Linked DNA regions of Danio rerio: region 1 is linked to region 2. A link is a contact called in public Micro-C data. All regions are on one chromosome and are shown on one strand. Each heading gives the region's core, a stretch centred on a gene start, on an enhancer-like site or on the middle of the called end of the contact. The rest is flanking DNA. Distances are from core to core; before and after follow the strand shown. Region 1 overlaps atp2a3 (ATPase sarcoplasmic/endoplasmic reticulum Ca2+ transporting 3). Region 2 holds the start of atp2a3 (ATPase sarcoplasmic/endoplasmic reticulum Ca2+ transporting 3).

Evidence for each region. Hi-C and Micro-C count contacts between places; a contact is called where the count stands out from the background.
Region 1: a contact with region 2 is called in a Micro-C map of caudal fin, with 7 times the contacts expected there. The contact joins the enhancer-like site here to the promoter of atp2a3 in region 2. A contact is called at or near these places in 3 of 18 Hi-C or Micro-C datasets (caudal fin, hematopoietic stem cells and an unstated tissue).

The regions. Positions count from the first base shown.
Region 1 is chr5:31,856,325-31,862,702 of GRCz12tu, forward strand. atp2a3 (ATPase sarcoplasmic/endoplasmic reticulum Ca2+ transporting 3) reads left to right here. Exons shown (of 21, transcript XM_692016.11): 9 at 3,313-3,401; 10 at 3,526-3,628; 11 at 5,998-6,129. Among named protein-coding and RNA genes, the nearest start is that of atp2a3, 76 kb to the left of the region's middle. Within about 2 kb of position 3,842, at least 3 of the 62 cell types and tissues checked have an H3K27ac peak or open chromatin away from gene starts, as enhancers often do. A contact at or near this core is called in caudal fin, where this site is marked.
Region 2 is chr5:31,780,264-31,786,696 of GRCz12tu, forward strand. atp2a3 (ATPase sarcoplasmic/endoplasmic reticulum Ca2+ transporting 3) reads left to right here and starts at 3,646. Exons shown (of 21, transcript XM_692016.11): 1 at 3,646-4,033. The coding sequence starts at 3,916.

The DNA.
Region 1 (6,378 bases), core at 2,592-5,091, 76 kb after region 2:
AAGTATGTTTGGAGAACTGTAAAGGTTTCTGTAAAGTTATAGGGCTGACGTGAAGGCCTGTAAATACCTAAAGATGACATTACAACCAAGCAGAGCTTTTTCACTTCACAAACATGCAGGAAGTCAAGCTTTCCAATGTCAAAGAGTACGCTGCTATAGTAGACAGGCAACTGGAACTAATTTTCTTCCTTTTCCTCCTCTTTCCCAGTTGACAGTGTCTGTTTGCACGGTGTTTGAGTGTGGAAATCGAGCGGCACAGATTCCTGCGTCTTGTAAGACCACAAAAATAGAGCTTTTTCAGAAAAGAGAACCATGCTGCTTTCGCAACCTCTGGTTAGCATCAGCTCGTCTCATGCTGTAATATTCCTAATATACCATTTAATGCTATCCTTAAAGCACTAGATGCAGCATAGATGCAAAGAAATGGCACAGTGTCTGTACCAGAAGTTGCTCAATACTTTGGTCACTTTATAAAGTCACTTTTTTTATCTGAAAGACTTGTTTTCTACAAAGCACGCTAACTCAATAATCCATTTATTTTAAGGGCTTAAGGGCATGATGCAGTGTTCTGATTGCTGCTGCCTGCTGCTCGCTTTGTGTTTTCCACAATTAAGTTTTGTGTGTGTGCGTCCTTTTCAAACAGGAAGCAGAAGTACTGCGGAGCCCTGAAAGTTTTACAGTTAACTGCTTCATTAACTCTTTAATCAGACACATGTAATGGAGTCTTGCTCCGAGTGAAGTCACGCCAAGAGAATGTTTTTCCCTTTGCGCTTGTGTATGTTTAAGATGATTGTTTTTAGGTGCCTCGTTTTGAGTGCTGACTGCATAACCTATTTTTGGAATTTGTTTGTGTGTATATTTTACTGTCTATGCTATTATTGAAACCGACCGCAGTGGCTTTCAATCATGATAAAACACATTTCAGCAAGTCCACCTACTGCATAATCACTATTTACGGTGGCTCGTAAGATTCGGGACTCATTTTTCCTCATTCCCAGCGTGCACTTCCATTTCAGAGCTGTCAACCGAACTGAAAGTTAGGGTCTGCGATCAATGGCATTGGCTAAATTGGCTTTATTATGAGTTTCATTCCACCATCCACCTGTTTCATACACTGGAGGAACAGGATGGTGAGGAAATAACATCTCTTCTTTTCTTTTTTTCTCCTGAAACTCGCCCAGGGCTGCAACTACGCCTGCTGCCTCATTTCAGCATGATAAATGTCATGACAAAGACTCTGACAAAAACACTGAAGCATTGCATTATGGGTTTGGCCAATGTTGTCAGCTGAACTCATCCTCACCTCTTGTGTCGTCCAGCTCTTTTTGTTGGTGTTTACTCTAGGAACCAGAATCACTTGATTTTCTTCATTCATGCAGTAGAATTTTGCCACAAAGACAACACAAAACTGTGCAGCGTCTGGGGTTAATTATCATAAAATTGGATAAATGTCAGCCAGAACATGGGTAAAGCGATTGGTTACACTCTTGTCCACTCCTCTGTTTTGATTGGGTCCAGTGAAAGCAGACGTTTCTGTAGGAGGCAGTGGTTTATTGTAGACAGTGTTGTCTGTTGGCAGTTGTGTGCTGGTTCAGAGAGACAAGCTCATGCCAGGCCACTAAACACAGGAACCTCCCACCGCCAGTGCATTATGATGTAATTGCTCTCCCTCTGATTGGACGCAGGATGAGGGAAACCCCAGCGCTGATTGGGTGGAGTCATAACTGTCTGTTGATGGTTGTTTTCTTTTCTTCTTTTCTGTTTTTTATGTAGTTGAGGTTTGTAGCTGTTGTCATATGCTGATGAGAACTTTTTTGTTTTAAATCATGTTTTAGTATCCACAGATCTCTTCGTTGTTTTCCAACTTATACTGCAATAGCCACTTTTCATTGGTAAACTTATGGCCTGCAAATTAAAAGGAAATTAATGAAAAATATCTACAGTATATTATTTAGTTTCTAGCTTTAATATTATTTTCAGTCAGTCTGTTTGATAGTAGAAACTACTTTGAACATTATTATTATTATCATCGATATTAATATTGTTATTATTATTTATATTATTATTATTATTAGTAGTAGTAGTAGTACAGTAGTAGTATTATCATTATTATTATAATCATTATCATCAGTATTATTCTTATCATTATTATTATAATCATAATCATTATTATTATTTTATTATCATCAATATCATCATCATTATTATTATTAGTTCTATTGTTATTATTATCATCTTTATTATTATTATCATGGTTATTATAATCATTATCATTATTATTATCATATTATTGTTATCATTATCATTATTACCATAATCATCATCTGTGTTATTATTATTATTATCATCATTATTATCATTAATAGCATCATTATTATCATAATTATTATTGTTGTTGTTATTATTATTATTATTATTAATAATAATAATATCATTATTATCATCATCATTATTATTATCATCATTATTATCATTAATAGCATCATTATTATCATAATTATTATTGTTGTTGTTATTATTATTATTATTATTAATAATAATAATAATATCATTATTATCATCATCATTATTATTATCATCATTATGATTATTATCATTACTATCATTATTATTATTATCATTATTATAATTATTGTCATATATATTATGATTATTATTATTATCATTATTATTATTATTATTATAATCATCACCATCCTCATTATTATTATTAATAATATTGTCATCAAAATCATCATCATTATTAGAATTATCTTTATTGTTATCATTGTTATCAATATATTATTAACACTAAACTTTTGTTTGAAGTAATGGCTGCTTAAAATTCAACTCCACCATCAAAGGATCAAAATATATTTTAAAAAAAATATATTAAAAGCATTTAATTTATTTAACAAATTACTATTTATTTTACATAAACATTTTTTAAAATATTACTCCCTACAAGCCATTGATCACTTTGAACACTTTGAACAAGTTTCAAAAATGAATTGACAAAACTTTCACCCAAACTATTTTATCGTTGTTTAAAATAAACAAACAAACAAACAAATGCATGTTTTGGTCCCAAAAAGGCTGGTGACTTTTCTGGTCAGTGGATCATCCTTATTCAACCTCAATTTATGTTCAAATAACACAAAATATTGAATCATCTTGATATTACGAGTGTAGTCTCCTTAAAATAATTTAGATATGAGATCCTTTTCGAATCATCATGAACAACGGGTTGAAAAAAGTCAAATACAGTAGATTGATTGTCCAAGAGAAGAGCGAATCCTGAAGTGCATCTCCTCTCTCTGGTGTCTCCTCTAGATGTTTGTGGTCAATAAAGCTGATGACAGCAGCTGCTCCCTGCACGAGTTCACCATCAGCGGCTCAACATACGCTCCAGAGGGAGAAGTGTAAGAGTACACAAACACACACATTCTCATCCTTCCCAAAATATCTGCTCAGTTCGACCCAAAATCCTGGATACTAACTTTGTATTTCCATCACTTGATCTTGCATTGACTGTGTCTCGCTCAGGCTGAAAGCTGACAAGCAGGTGCAGTGTGGAGATTATGATGGCCTGGTGGAACTGGCTACTATTTGCTCCCTGTGCAACGACTCCTCGCTGGACTATAATGAGGTCAGTAACGTGTGCTTGAATCTTCTCCTTACAATATTTACCTTTCTGGTTTCAACAATGTGCCTCATTCGGTATTTTCAAGTCCTGTTCTGCTCTTAGAAGTGTTCACTCTGCTGAACGACAGCTTATTAATTTGCTTGTTTTGTACCTCTGCCTTGCATTTCTCACCTCTGTGCCATTGCCATGGTATCGTGTTTACAGCGTTACGTAATATCATTTATACTCTGTGGTTGTCAGGTTGGGTAAAGGACAGCCGCAAGTTAAGACAAGCCGGAGATTTTTAAAACGTGTTTTTGTTGTTGAAGGAAGCTCTGATCTAATGTTGAAGAGTTTAAGGTCATCGCTAGAGTAATAATAAATGGCACTGGTTGTTGTAACTAGCGAGGTGTTTGAACACAGTTGTACTCTCAGTGTATTCCGGCCATGTTTTGATAAATATGATAAATGGTTCACTATCTGATCAAATGTCATGTTCCTCTACCACAGCAGACTCCTTCCTGGAATAATGCAAATATTTCTAAAGAGAGAGTCATGAAGTGAACTGTGAACTTTAGAGGCTTGAATAAACTGTGAGAGATAGATGGTTTTGGAAGTCATGAAAATTTAAAATAAACCACTAACAGGCTATAACAAAGCTTCATTTATGAACATTGTTTAACTACATTAATAAATATGAACTAACAATGAAAACAGTTCAAAATCATTTGTGAATCTAAATCTTTCTTTTTTTATAACACATTCTTTAAAAAATATTTGTTAATGGATTGAACTTAGCTAAAATGATCTAATCATAAACATAAGTTCATAAATATTTATTGAATAAATAGTGTAACTAATAAATTACAAGATTTCATTAAGTAGTTAGTTAATGCTTTCACTGTTTTTACAATATCTTTACCAAACGTTATCTACAGTAAATAGCTGTAAACCAATTCTATAGGAAATATCAGTTTGAATATTCATTGTGCATTCTAAAATATTTACTGGTAAAAAAAAAAAGTCGCCACAGTGGAATGAACCACTAGCTTACCCAGCACATGTTTTACACAGCCAATGCCCTTCCAGCTGCAACCCACCACTGGGAAACTTTCACACAAAACTTATTTACACACACACTACAGAAAATTGTGCCTTCCCAATTCACCTATACCACATGTCTTTGGACTGTGGGGGAAACCAGAGCACCCGGTGGAAACCCACAGGAATGCGGGGAGAACATGCAAATTACACACAGAAATGCCAACTGACCCAGCCGGGGCTCGAACCAGTGACCCTCTATCTGTGAGCCGATTGTGCTAGCCAACTGCGCCACTGTGCTGCCTTGATTATTACATCTAATTAAAATGTTCCACATGTTAAATCACTTTATGTTTTTGGTTTCGTTGGTGCATTACAAACTTTAATAAGTGAAATCTGTAAATTCTAAAGATTGGTACTTACAATTAAACTAAATTAAAATCTTTGAACTTTGAAATGATTTGCATTAACAAATAATGATCACTAAAATTTTGATGTCTTTTTTTTTCCAATTCAAATTTAATTTAGCACAAGTGACAATATAAACATGTTACATAAATTTGTATCTTGACCTATTTAACATTTTATTAATCATGTAGTCTGAAAACCAAATCAAATAATAATAAATGTTTATTATGAACCAAACAGGAAATTAAAATGACATTTGAAGGATCATGTGGAATTGAAACTTTAGTAATGATGTTGAAAATTCAGTTTATGCAGGAAAAATATTTATTTTATAAAATATATTAATAATAATTAAAAGAAATAATGGAAATTATTATTTTAGATGACTGTTTTTACATATGTATGTCTATTTTGTCAATTAAATAAAGCCTTAGTGAGCATTATCTGAGCATTAATGTACATGGATTTTCCTCATTTATTTTCATCAAACATATGCAATTTATTAACTGTTTACCTAACCATCAAAATCTTGATATGGATTTTTTTTCCTTTTTAAAATCCTCTTTCAATCTTCAAAACTACTTAAAATGACATGAAAATTGACGGTAACACTTTTGATGTTTAAAAATGTAACAATTTTGATGGTAAAAACCATCAATGACAATGACAATTAGTTGCAATGTAACTTAAATTCAACAAACAGACCATCAAAATAAAGTGTGACCAAATTGACTGACCCCTAATTTTAATGTTATACAGTTATACAGTATGAGGTTGCATTGCTTTTTACTTGCTTATTTGCTTTATTGCTTTCGTTTGACATTTAAAGTGCAAAGCAACTATCATTTCAAAAGTGGGTGCTTGACTCCAGGCTTGTGTTTAAAATGAATATACCAGTACTGTATATTTTGTTTACACACTTATGTTCTTATTCTGTACCACAGGCCAAAGGAGTGTATGAGAAAGTGGGAGAAGCCACGGAAACCGCACTCACCACGCTGGTGGAGAAGATGAACGTGTTTAAAACAGACCTATCTGGACTCAGTAAAGTGGACAGAGCTGCAGCTTGCAACTTGGTAAGAAAGAGCCACAGGGTGCAGGAGGATATGAGACCAACTGAAATAAAAGAGCACATTACTTCTGCTGAAAGTGATGAGAAATGATAGATATATATAGAGAGAGGTATAGTTGAGGCTTTAGACAAAGTGTTTTTTCTTTGTGTTTTTTTTAGTTATTCTACTACTGCTACTAATACAATACTACAGTAACTATGTAGTAAATATTTATGATGTTTTAGTTTAGTTTATCATTGCTTAACTTAAAAA
Region 2 (6,433 bases), core at 2,396-4,895:
ATTATTATGGCAGTTATTACAAATTTTACGTCCTTATTTTGCCATTATTATGTATCTTTATTAATAATGTAATATTGCCAGATTTTCTTCTTTACACAAGAAATAGAAAGCAGAAATGAGAGAGATAGAGAGAAGAGCATCCCCTTTGAAACAACATATGTCTAGAATGGAATACAAAAAAAGAAAATTAAACCTATTTAGGAACTGATTTCCATAATGCAAAGTGATGGTGAGATCAGCCAGGCTTAAAGGCAAATGCAGCTGGGAGGCTCGCAAAGCCGAGTGGAAAATTTGGTGTCTGAAACTGTAACTTGCACAGACATCCATTGTATGCCAGTGTGGTAAAAGTGTTGGGGAAAAGGGGGAAGGATTTCCTTTCCGTAAGGACTCTGGCATTCAAGGGTTTCCCTTCTCTTTATTTATGTTTTATTTTTTAGTGGAAAGGAGACTTCAATTATATAAGTCCCACTGCTTTTATTTGAGAATCCATAATGACACTGTGTGGTCAAATTATCTGGATACTTCATGCTCTCTCCTAGGTCCCTGCCAAAAGAATTAGGTCTCTGCAGCATCATTTGGAAACCTGAAAGAGACACATCACCAATGCTAAAGCTGGATATACTACTAAACATGGGGGGTTGAAACTAATAAGAATGATGTCTTATTAATATTCTTTTCAAATGCAATCTGACCCATCAATTGGCATCCATGTGCTATACCTCAAGTCACTGGCTTAACCCAAGAAGACCTCTGTCCAACTTTATGTGGTGTTAAGACGGAAGTCAATATCTAAACTAATCGACAGCAGGAAGTGGTCTGAATACTGATCACCAGTGTGGTACGATGATGTTGACTAATGTAGCCTTTTTTCCAAGTTCAGTTTATGAAATGCCAGAGTGTAACTGCTGAGAACACCATTATTGAGTACATGCCCGTCACCCTTTGCTTATTATCTGAACATACTGTAGTGATGAAGGTTTTTCTGCGGCGGAAGCTGGTCCTAGATCAGCACACCAAAGCTTATTTCTAAACAGAGCTCCTGTACTGATTATGACCTGGATAGGTGGAAAGAGACCTGGGCCATTTTGAGATAAATATAGTCCTCAAAAGCACATTGTGTTCCAGAAGCAATGGGTTTAAAGTAGGGTATTACAGAATTCTCAGAGAGAGCTTTGTTAAAACAGCTTTACTCTTTGTCCAATACAGATCTATATGTTGCATTAAGATTTTTTTAAATGATGCACATTTAGCTTTATACAGCAAATTTCCTCAGTAATGTTTTTTTATTGTCACTTTGAAACAGTGAATCTCTTAGAAGTAAAGTTTCACAAGCTAATTTTAAGAGGAGCACGTGATATGATTAATTGCAGCTGGTCTCTTATTTGAAATCATTAATAAACCAATCGGATTATTCAAAATTCACAATAAATAGCCTGTCGCGCTTTACGCCGTTATATTCGTTTTCTGAATGAACCCTTATCCACCCCATCTCCTCCCTTTCCTTCTTTACCAGGGGGAGCTCTTAAGACCTGATCTCGTACCCCCTTACATGGTCACTGTCCAGCCAGAAGCCCTGGGCTCAATTTTCTCCAAGCTCAGGGTTCTCTCCTGGGACAGCATGCCAAACCTGCTATTAATATCAAGCAATAAATAAGTGTGAACTCTTGAAAAAATGTATTTGAATTTTTCTAACTTCATCACTGTTCAATTTTTTTCTTACTTCATCACTGTACCTGACAAGGTTTGGCAAAAAGTCTAATGCCATAAATTAATAAAGTTGTGAACATGGTTTACTCATCCCAACCATGTTCTCATCCCAAGTTGTTATTGTTTCAGTATTAAACGTATATTAAACATACAGTAGTAGCTGCTACTGTTTGAGTATATGCCCCCATACCCAAAAATATTGCAAAAACCACCCTACGGCAGGTATTAAAGATTTCATTGGTCATATATATTTCAAACAACTCTCCAACGTTAAACCACTGGTCTTCAATTTAGGGACCATACAGGGCCCACTAGGGGAGTTCAATGTTACTTTAAATATTTTAAAGAAAGATAATCTTTTTGATTATCAAAAATCTTTTGTTAGCTCACATTTCTAGTTTTGTGGTGAACAATACATTCGCGCATGTCATTAGGAAATAAAAATTGTTTGCCCTTCTAATCTTTAATTGAAATCTGAAAATGCACTTCTTGTTTGTTTTCAGTTAATTCATCAGATTATGTGATTTTGAGGTAATGGGTGTGGCTATCATACTTGACCACGCCCCTCCAACTGTCAGTTTTGATAACTAACAGAAATGGGGAGCAGGAGGATCTGTTTGGTTGCAATAACTCTTCTAAATCCCATTTGCCAATCTTTCTGAATAAAATACCTACTTTACTACGTACATTCAGCTCACGGTTGTAAAAACAAGCCATGTGTTTGCTCATTTAAAAGTCTGTTTCTGGAACTGCGTCACAATATGAAAAAAAATACTTTAATATCTGTCACAATCCATGATTCCAAAAACTCTGAATTGAAGGTGTGTTCATGGCATGCTTATATTTTTATTCATATTCAAGATTTGCATCCTAATAAATTTGTAAACATTTGTAAACCGCAATTGTAAATCACATGACCCTAACTGCTGCAGAACTTTTGTTTGACCATTGTAGTTGACTTTGGAGTGAGGTTATTCATGACCCAGAAGTACAATCTGAAAAGGAACCAGCGAGGACTGGGGGAGGTTGGCGTAACTGAACTCGTGTTCAAACCAAGCTATCAAACTAAGTGTGAAAACAGTCTGAGAGGTGAAAAGTCTAGCCAGATGGGGCTGCCAGTTTCATTTATGATGCCAGATTTGACCTAACCATTACCTCACTTTCCCAATGATCTCCTATCACTTCTGCGGGCAAGGATGATGTAGCCTATAAAGTTTCTTGTTTTATCACGAGTTTAGCAGTGTATATTTTCTATATATAGGCGTTGCACAGGGACAGATGAGAAACTATGAGCCAGGAAAGAACTGGAGCACCTTGTTCTAAATCCATCTCCCCCTCTGTGCAGTTCAATGCTGCAACAATAATGTTTTTCTTGTAAGGCGGCAGCTCTCAATGCCACACATTTGAATTATTAGATGATAATTTTGCAGTTTGCAATATGAGATGTTTTGATAGCAGTGAGTGAGTGGTATATAATATAAAGATAAACTAAATCTCTAAACTGTCTATGCACAACGCTGCATATTCCTAAAGGTGTAGGCACTGTACATTAAACGCTGAAACTTTTTGTTCATGCCAAAGTACAGTATCCATCGTGGGTACTTATTTTCATTCATGACGGCCAGTTAATAGTTAATATTTTCTAGAAAGATATCAGAACTGACAAGTTTGAGCTGTGACGGTTTCTCAAGCTCACAGATGACGCGTTTGGAGGAACTCACAGTCACCTCACGAGCTTCCTTCATCCACGACAAACTGCTCATCGTTTCATTCTCCTCCTGAGACTCGGGGTATTATCAGGCTGGCGCAGTTCTCGGTTACGGCGGGCTGTCTTTTTCATACGCACACATCGAGTCGCCTTTCTCTTCTCTCAGGTGAGGCGAGCCAATAAGCGCTCGCGGACGGCGCTCAAACACGCGAGCTCACGGAAAAAGAGGCGGGAACCTCGCGCACCTTCAGAGCAGCGTGCACGCGCATCCACATCGCTCGAGCTCCGCCAGTCAGTCACAGAGCAGCAGCTTCTCACGGGCTCAAACCGGCGGCTTGCAGAAGGGGCAGGTGGACGTCCGCGCAGACTACCACCTCCGCTTGGCAGTCTGAAAGCACCTCGGTGGACATTTGGCCACTTCTCACAGCCCGTCCGCGATCTCGCTGTCATTTGTCACCAATACATGCCGTTCAAGTGCTCGTAGTAAACAGTTCCTCGAGATGGAAAACGCCCACACTAAATCTGCATCAGAAGTTTTAGCAAACTTCGGTGTGAACGAAAACACTGGACTCACGCTGGAACAAGTGAAAAATAATTTTGATAAATATGGACCGAACGGTGAGTAAACTCTCGTGTTGTTTTACATGGCTGTGTGTGTGTTTACCCGTGCCGGTGGAGTTGCTTTTACGCAGAGCACGCGTTTCCTATAGCGGAAGAAAGTTATTCTGTATAACCGTTGCCTCCCTCGTAGGGTTTTTTTATCTCCTCTGTAGAATCCAGTTAGGTGAGGTGAGGTCTCTAGTGTAGCACATTGCTGATAAGATCTTAGGAATGATGGATTACTACACAGTCTCTAAGTTTTGCACTTTTACTGACACAGTAACCTTGACATCATTAGCCACTTTGTTTTAAAGCGTGTGCCATAATTAATTCTGACTCTGAGATAAATGTGTCTACATTATTTCCTGCATAGTTTGCTAATGTAGCATAAGAATGAAGTCATATCTATTCTAGCTTGCTCTCATTTATTATAGGACATTTTCCATTCACCCCTTTTTATTACCTCTAGTTTGAATTCAGGCAAATGCAAAGTGATTTGGACTCTGTGATGTACCTGGCTGTGAGCCTCAGAGTGGAAAACCTTCTGTTGAGGTGTCTTATGCTGGAGACAGATGCAGGAGTCCTGCAGGATTTCAGACCGCTCTTATTATCAGAGCCACCAGCTTTTACCCTCAGTGTTTTTTGGCTCAAAGGCACATGTGGGGAATAGCCTTTCAAAAGGAAATATTGTTACAATAGATAATGAGCTAGATATTGTACCAGTAACTAGTATTATAGAACTTGAGAAACCTGTTTTCTACTTCCTCTAAAAAATGTTCAGGTACTAGAAACAGTGCGCATCAGGTTACGTTGCCCTACTACTGTTGGTTTCAGAAAAGCTGTTTTTCGTGATGCAAGAATGTAGTAAATATATCTGGTTTTGCTTTCTATTTCATTATGGATTTGGCTTGTATTTGTGGCACAGTCGGTGTATTTACTAAATAAGAGAGTAATTCTTGTATGAACATTTTGTGTGCTCTTAATTTTTCTCCTGAAATGATGACACTGGAAGCTTTATTTTTTTATTTTACAGCTGTGCCTCATATGAGGGTTGAGTATTTGACTGTAGTATATGACACAGCAAGTGTGAAAGTCTCAATCGCTTGTCCTATGTGTCATGGTTTTGAAAAGGTGTCTCTGGCACTCACTTTTTTTCCAGTCAGTTTTCCTTACGTTCAATTGCCTATCTATAATATACTTGACAGCAGTGCCTCTGAACACTTTTCAGTGCAAAAGGAATACATTTTGTGCATGACATTTAAAAAAATAATAATTTTCTCTCATTTTAGCTTGCTGTTGTTTAGTCATTCCACATCTCCAGTCATATTAAACTTACAAAAATTGCACGTCATTAATTTTGCTCATAGAGTAACCAAGTGCATGTCATTCAAATTGAAACATGAAATTTCCAAATGAGCATACAGAGATCTCATGTCAACTGTAATTTATTACACTAGTGACAGCGCTTGACAAGACATCAGCAATTAATAAAGAATTCCCATTGCATTTGATCTCCCTGCAGACTCTCCTGCTGCATAAGCACAATGTCCCATGACTTTCCACTTGGGTCAGTTAATGCGACAGACTCATTAACTCATTACATACACACTCAGCAACACTCAGCATCTTTGTCTTACAGGACTGCTCTCGATAACCCCACACTAGGGTTATGAAGGAGGTCATATTTATGACTGATATAATGGTATTTATACCCACACTGTTTAAAATAAGCACTCCTAAAATAGTATTTTTTTTTTTACAGCAGTGCCGCTGAAGAGCCATTTTGGCGTGATGCTTTAAAATGTTAAAGAACTTTTTAGTCAACTGTTTTTAAATTATTTTTTTCAAAATTGTTTTACAGGTTTAGTTCACCCAAAACAGAAATTCTGTTATCAATTACTCACCAATAACTTGTTCCAAATAGAGTTGTCACTATACCATAAATCCAGGCCACAATACTATACCAGCTGAAGTATCATGATCCCAAATCGAATCACGATACTGTAATAATTCATTATTCAAATCTATGAAATAAAGCAAATTGTCAGAACTTCTATATTTTTTTATTTCATATTACTTGAATTCAATTCAGAATTCCCTTATTATTGAAAACATTATTTGTACAGACTTTCTATTTTTTGTACATACTGTGACTCTTGTTGTTACTGCTATAATAAAATAAATAAATCAATCTTTGATCACACTATATGATCTGTCATGACTGCAGCAAACTACGACACATATGCAGATAGCTAAAATGAAATTAAAATAAAGTAGTCAATTGATTATTTACCAGCACAAATGTGTAAGCATTTAAGTGATTTTTTTTTCCCCCCAACCGTTAATAGTCATACTACTGTTTACAGACTACAATGGCATCTTCAGTGATTTTGGAGCCATATTATTATGGTGCTACCA